Linked DNA regions of Mus musculus: region 1 is linked to region 2. The links are chromatin contacts, called in public Micro-C maps. All regions are on one chromosome and are shown on one strand. The core of a region is the stretch at or near the end of the contact, and the rest is flanking DNA. Distances in the headings are between cores, read along the strand shown. Region 1 overlaps Adgrl3 (adhesion G protein-coupled receptor L3). Region 2 overlaps Adgrl3 (adhesion G protein-coupled receptor L3).

Region 1 (3,816 bases), core at 392-2,891, 290 kb after region 2:
GTTCATCAAACATGAGATTTTTATTTTTCTTTGACATTCTTATGTACATATGTTGACTTATCTTCCCCCATATAGTAGCCCAGATTCCTTACTGTAAAATTTGATAACATTCTCTCAAATGGAGGTTCAATGGAATACTACTTTAAAAACATTTGCCAGCTAAATAGCTGGGCAGTGGTGGTGCATGCCTTTAATCCCAGCACTCAGGAGGCAGAAGCAGGCAGATCTCTGAGTGCAAGGCTGCCTTGTCTATAGAGTGACAATAAGGGTTACCCAGAAAAACCCTATCTTAAAACAACAGAGAAACAAACAAAATAAATTGCCCAGCCGCTTTCTTCATTGGAATTTTTCTACTGTGCGTTTTAGGAGTAAGAAAAAAAATGACACTTGAAATTGCTATTTGGTAAAACACTAATGTATAATTGTTTTTGCCTTTGAGCCCCCTGTCTTTTACTAAAGAGATAAAGTTTAAGAGATTGTTTCCCATTTTTAGAGAGCTACCTACTTCTTACCCTAGTTCACTGTTTCTTATCATCTAACTTCTCCTATCTGGCTATACTTATCCATTTCTCATTTATCTATCATCTTTCTATCTATCCATCTATCTATCTATCATCTATCTCTCTATCCATCTATCTATCTATCTATCTATCTATCTATCTATCTATCTATCTATCTATCTATCTATCTATCATCTATGTATCTTTGTATCTATGTATCTATCTTTGTATCTATGTATCTATGTATCTATGTATCTATCTAACTATCTATCTATCTATCTATCTATCTATCTATCTATCTATCTATCTATCTATCATTATCATTTATCTACATTCATATTTCCTGTCTTTAAATTAGCTGGGCACATATCCTGGAGATTACTCAGTTGTTTTTCTCAGAATCTCTGAGGATTCCTACAATGGGCCCACTTTACTTTAAAGAAGGTTCTTATTAAGCATCTGGCAGAAATCGGCACCACTTCCTAGCCTCCCAAGAACATATCTATTGTATCCAAATCCATTTTCATGTTCCAAAACACTGCTGAACAATGGTCCTAGGACTTGAACTTTCCTTTTTTGCTCTATTGGTAAACGGGAGATTATACAACTATTGCCTTAAGAAGCAAAAGAGAACATTGTGTGTAAAATCATTTTAATGAGGATTAATGAGAATAATCCCTAGCAGAGGTATTGGTGCAGAACGAGAGCTTAGTCATACTTGAGGATTATGAATTTCATCACGTATTGTTCTATGTATGGGATAAATGAGAGTTTATATAATACACTTAGCACTGTGCTTGGCCCAGAGGAAGCACTCAGATAGGGTAGCTACTTAATTATTGCTGTCAACACCACCAATATCCCCAACCCTTGCCGCCCCCTCACCCCATCGAGTTCCAGCCTTTGTTGTCTGAGCAGTCAATGAACTGATTTATTTGCAGAGAGATGACTCAGTGCTTATGAATTGTATTTCCATCCCTGTTCATTTTTGTCTGGTGAGTCGGATGTCTTCATGCGGTTGTCCATCATCTGCCAGTAGGAGCTGCTTTTGTTTGTGGCCTTGGTGGATAGTTAAATAAAAATTAGGAAATGGAAAAGTTTAAAAATAAAAGCTTGGATTGCACCCACCATGCCACTGAGTATGACTAGGCTGAATTTGGCTCGGTCTTGTTCGCTAATCGTCCCTGAGTCTGACACATACTGGCAGTCGCTATCCCCAGCACAAATGTTCATGCTTTATAATATTTTGTACTTAGAGTGTTGACATATTTGTTATGAGTTACTTTGTTTCTTGCCAGTGCCATAAGGGGAGGAAAGTGTGATTCAAAATGTAGGAAACATGAAAATCAAGAATAAAATATTTGTACCTCTGCACCTTATTTGTTTGCATTCTTGTCAGGGTATATAGCTTGCTACCTGAAGAGGAAATGACAGGCTATTTATTCATCATGATATATATATATATATATATATATATATATATATATATATATATATATTGTCTAGTGTCATATACATACACACACACACACACATATATATATATACTATATATTATATAAAACAAAAATATTACTTTGTGAGATGGTAAAATGGCTTAGCAGAAAAATTGATCTTTATGTACAAATGGAGAGACTTGATTTTGATAGCTGACTCCTGGTAACCTGAGTTTGACCCATGTAGAAAGGTAACAGAGAACTGCTTAACAGAGATGCCATCTGATCTCGGCTCTCGAGTTGTGATATATGGAGGTGCCCACAATACAATACCATAAATAAAATTCTAAAAGTAATTTAGAACAATAGAATCTGACACCCGATACTCTCCGAATGCCCCCTTTTCTTTAATAATGGCTATGTTCTCAAGGAGGCAGTTCCTTTTTTTGCTTTTGATCTGTAGTCACCCTCTACTGAGTCACAGGATGAGATTCGAGTAGCAACATTGCCAAGAACACTTTCTGAACTCATTGCCTGCAAAGGAAGCCTTTCCAGTGCTGTTAGTCCCAACTTTAACCAGGCAGCATTGAGGAAACCTTCCCTAACTTCCTGATTCTCCAAGAGTCCGTCATGGTGCTGAGCTAGAGCACTCCCATTAATCATGTGAGTGGAACAAAGCAGACAGAGAAGCCAGGGGACAATGCTGTATTGTGCCTTTTGTCAGTTTTTAAACCCATAGTTGGTAACTCATAGGATTTATGCAATTAAGAAAAATTTCATGAGATAACTCATGTTGGCCACAATGGCTAATAAGGCATGCTCTCCCCCGCCCCCCGCCCCCCTCCCCCCCCCCCCCCCCGCTTTGGAGAGTAATGGTTAAATATTAAATACCTCTGACAGACAGAAAAACTCAGTTCTGTTCATCTGTCATCATTTTAAAGTGCTATTTTAAAATAATCTGAAAGGCTGGATGGATTCTAGTCCTCGTCCTACGGCATAAGAAGGCTGTTGAGAAACAGCATGTGTTCTGGAGGAGGACAGACCTTTAATTCATCAAGATGTAACTATTCAAATTATGTCTCCATTATAATCTCATTCCAGCTCTAGACCAGGTGCAGAAACAGATTTCCTGATGTGTCTTATTTTCCATAGGAATAACTGTAACATACTTATTTAAAACAACAAACAAACAGAATCCAATTGGGAAGTAGAGGAGAGGTGAGAGGTGAGAGGTGATAAGTGAGAAGGAAGAGGGGAGAGGGGAGGAGGGAGAGAGGGAATGGGGAGAGGGGAGAGGAGAGGGGGAGAGAGAAAACAACTCTTGTTCAGTTTGACCAACTGACTTTGTCATTTTGAATAGAAGCCATTTCTCTAGCTTTCTCTTTGATGAATATTAGCCATCATTTTAGAGATCAAGTATTCTCAGGACATTTTCTCTTCATTATGAAACACAGTTTTCCATATCTGCCTCATAAATATTTGTTAATTACAACCAATAAATCTTAGGAAATTTTCTCTATTAAATTATTATTTTAATTCTCAATGAAATTGAATTTGGAAGTTGTCTTTAGATGGAAGATCAACTTCAGTCACTCCTCAATAAACTTGTTTTTATTTTGTCATATCATGTAGCTATTGTTGAATAGTTTTGTCAAACCCAGATTTTCCATCTTTATGCATAATTAAATATAATGTTCCAACTCAGTGTAGGGTGCTTTGAAGTCATCTTTAAATTTATATATAATGATGTATTGTTTTGACACCACTGATTCTGTTATAAGAAAATTAATCTTGTTGAAGGGACAAAAAAGTAGAACTGGAAAAAAAAAATATAAGTCTGTAGGACATGGATGTATCAGCTTATGCTTAATGACTCTGAT
Region 2 (3,750 bases), core at 1,163-3,662:
AATTAAATTACTGCTTATGTAACATTTCTTTCCAGCCCTGAATCTAATGTCTGTTACTTCCTAAGAAGCCATCAGTGATTTTATTTCTATTGCCTTAGTCCATTTAGGGTTTCTTGAAGGTGGTTTAAGAAATAAATTTCACTACTGTTTTGTAATCAGTTTGACTTTAACAGAAAATGTTGAGTTAATATGAAACAATCAATTGTCTTTTGGCATCATTTGATAATTTACTGAATCTTGACCTGGCCTGATTTGTTTGTGGGCCCACCATGCAAGGTACTTATAATCTCTCGTAGCTACACTATCAAGTCAAAATCTTAAGTACCCTCTTTATTTGGACAACTTAAATTAGCTATTTTGTATTTTTCTAAAAACATTCTTTCTTCTTTGAGACACCAACCTGTATCTCATCTGAACCTACACCTAATCAATTTCAAAGAGAAGCAAAAGAAAGCCTGAGCCTGTTTTGAACATTATTCCTCCTCGAAATGTTCTAAGGGTCGGAATTTATTTCACAGTGTCAGCTAAGCAGGCTTCTGGGCTGAAAGCGAGGGGATGAATAGTGTCTAAATCTACTTTAGAAGAGAGCTTGTTTATCGAGCTCCACCTCATTTTCTTTTATCTGTCACCGTGTAAATAATAGGTAGAATTTCTCGGTTCGCTGTATGGTACGTGCCCAGCATGCAGCTTAGCATCGGCTAACTGTGGCAATTTTCATTCTTCCTCAGCTTTTCTATTTTTTTCCTGAGTTCCCCTGCCCATCTCACCTTGCCTAAATACGATGCAAGCAGCGCTACTCACTCTGAGCAGTTACGTTCTCCATGTGTGTCTTCAAGTTCACACAGTCATCCTGGAAATGAAGGATGTTGCTTTGGGGCTAAGATAGGGTGAAGTTTGTTATTAGGTATAAATTGGATATTTTGATGCTTTGTCTATTTGAGGCAGCAATAAAACAAACAAATTAAAAAAATCCATTCATAAGATTTGACTGTATCTGATGGAATTTACCAAAAAAGCTAAGATATTAAGGAATTAAACATCATGGCAGTGCATTTCTGTCCTTTTGAAAAGGAAGTTCAGTAGTAAGCAGACTGTGGTTCTCTGCTGTCACCATGATCTTTAGAGATTATTATCCCTGCCATCCCCTTTCCCTTTAACATGTTTTCTGTGACTTTACCCATCAGTATCATAGAGTAGCTTCTGGTAGGCTAGCCACCTCCTGTGCATCCCATATGCAGGAAGGAAGCAAAGCCCAGAGCAAACGGGAATGTGTTTTCTGGCTGAATCAGCACCTCCCAGGAAATTCTGTGCAACAGTCAAGATGATTAACCTGAACTTCCAAAGACACACCAAGTAAGAGAATGGAAGGCGTGTTCCTTTAGTTAAGGCTATTGCTCATTAAATACCATGAAGCAAGAGGTGAGATAGCTGGGGCAGGGTGGGGGCAGTGCTATAGTCAGTTGGTTAGTAGCCTCGGTCCTTCCTCGTATACTTGGTGAGTTCCTTGGGGAAAGATTAGCCCAGACTCACAGTCATTGTCATCACTCCTGTGTGTGATGAACACTAATCTGATTTCAGTTTCGTCTCTCAAGTGGACAAAACAAGGTCATCCTCATCATGATTGTATGAGAATTCAGAAAGGTAACCATGGGGTGGCTCCTTTAAACTACTTTGTTTATTATTAGGACATGCAAACTGCAGAAGTCTCCAGGAATTGCAGTTTATTCAGGTGTAACCTCCTCCCCCAGCAGATGATTCAGACAGAAAGCCTGTTTAGAGACACAAAATAACACATTTGGGCATGCACATTAGTTTCTCCTACATGGGCAGTACTTTGTTAATATTGGAGTTCTTCAATGTAACACCAAGAATATACCAATTCTAATATTTGTCACCTAGGTCTTCAAGGACAGTAGTAGCCACATACTCTTGCAAGGGCTTAGTGTTCCTATTTATAAGGTAGGAATATTAACAATGTTTTGTAGGGTATATAGAGAGATAGTATGCATGTAAAGTGTGAATAGTATATCTGGCAGATCGCTATGCATGCCATTCTACCACTAACTGCTGTTACTACTGTAGAAATGACCTTAGGAAAGATCATGTTTTTGCCAGCTGCTTCATAATAGCAAAATTCCAAATCCCATGGGGGGACATAACACACATGTTAGTATATTCTTAAAGCATTTGTGCAGAATTACAACAGGGTGTGTCTATAAAGGAGTTGCCACTCTCCAACGATGGAGGTGGATATGGTCAATAGGCTTGTATGCTTTTGAGTTCTGGGGTCCAGAGTCATCTGGAGGTTCTTTTATTCACATGCTTGTTTCTGGAATCTATTGATGTAAGGGCTGTGACCAAGCTGAGTCAATTAGAGAACAGACATGTGGTCTCTGTGAGTGGTTTGGAGTTCTACCAGCTTAACAGCTGTGCTTGGGAAAGAAAAAGTTCAGAGAGCTGTCATTCCAGGTGACCACAAAAAATATGCATGCTATTTGAGGGTGTCCCTTCAGAAGACTCATAGCATCATGTCTGCCATGTTCTCTTTATTGAAGAATTCAAGGTCTGGCTGATGGAAGCAGAGGAGAACACAAAAGTTAGCATTCACAAGGAGAGTCCTGTGCTGGACATCTTGGAGACATACCAAGGACCTCCTTCTGAATGGGATAAACACTGCTTAATTTGAACCTTTCCCCATAAATTTCTCTGAAAAATATAATATCCTCTATATTGTGTTAATCTGATATAGGCAGGAAGTTCAAGTCCTTATTGAAAAATATAGTAGCGCTGTAGCTTTTAAACTTGTTGATCTTGGAAATGTACAAAGTCAAATCGAGAATTATTGCTATTATTTTTAGCTTGAAAGGTTATTGTAGGTCTCCCGTGGTCAGTTTTATTTTTATTTATGTAAGTTTATTTTCCTAAAGTTTTGATAAAGAATAAGTTGCCTATTTTTAAAGTGTGTATTACAGTACCAGCCATTCAAGTCAGTTTAAATATTCATTAACTTTAAGAAACAGCAAATACTTTTGAAGGTTAAAGGAATGAAAGTTACCATGCTATTCTTGACACTAAGTTACTGACAGTGTGTCACTCCATAGTGACAGTAAACAGGACCTCTCAAGATTTGAAAAACAAAAGGGATTTGATAGATTTTAAAAAGTAGTATAAAAATTAATATATTTTAAATGCTAAATTTATTATATTTAAGTGATTTAAGTTTTTGTATGGCAGCTATTGACTCTTTTTCAGTTCTGTCTAGTGGTAAGGGCTGTAGTTATAATCTATTCAGATGTGAGTGCCCCATTAATTTTTCAAATTGATCCCAGTTATTTATTTGAAGGCTCCAGCATATCATCAGACTCAGTTAATAGCTCACTTGCTCACTCTGTGTCCTGGACGTTTCCAGTTGGGAGTTCAGTTGTCTCAAAATTTGAAGTTAATTACCTTCTTGGATGGAGTCAGTGAGAGTTTTGAATAGTTTGTTTTTTTTTTAAACAACCCTGATGTTATAGTACCATGAGGTTTATTAAAATCTAGTTTAAAACAAAGAACAAACAATTATCTAGATGATACTCTCTTTTGCTCACCAAATCACTAATCTCTCTCCTTCTCACTCTGAAAACACATTGAATTGTTGTTTGTTTGTTTGTTTGTTTGTTTGTTTTCATTAACTACCAGCTGAGTCAAGTGATGTCATCCAGGAGCATCTTGTGGGAGTGAGTAGGTATCTCAAAAGTGAGCTGAATA

What was found. A called contact is a pair of places that touch in the nucleus more often than the background predicts.
Region 1: a contact with region 2 is called in a Micro-C map of muscle stem cells, with 2.6 times the contacts expected there. The contact joins two enhancer-like sites. A contact is called at or near these places in 2 of 484 Hi-C or Micro-C datasets (muscle stem cells and myocytes).

The regions. Positions count from the first base shown.
Region 1 is chr5:81,362,905-81,366,720 of GRCm38.p6, forward strand. The region is part of intron 5 of Adgrl3 (adhesion G protein-coupled receptor L3); the gene reads left to right. Among named protein-coding and RNA genes, the nearest start is that of Adgrl3, 340 kb to the left of the region's middle. Within about 2 kb of position 1,642, at least 45 of the 459 cell types and tissues checked have an H3K27ac peak or open chromatin away from gene starts, as enhancers often do. A contact at or near this core is called in muscle stem cells, where this site is marked.
Region 2 is chr5:81,071,654-81,075,403 of GRCm38.p6, forward strand. All of the region lies in intron 2 of Adgrl3 (adhesion G protein-coupled receptor L3), which reads left to right. Among named protein-coding and RNA genes, the nearest start is that of Adgrl3, 53 kb to the left of the region's middle. Within about 2 kb of position 2,413, at least 7 of the 459 cell types and tissues checked have an H3K27ac peak or open chromatin away from gene starts, as enhancers often do. A contact at or near this core is called in muscle stem cells, where this site is marked.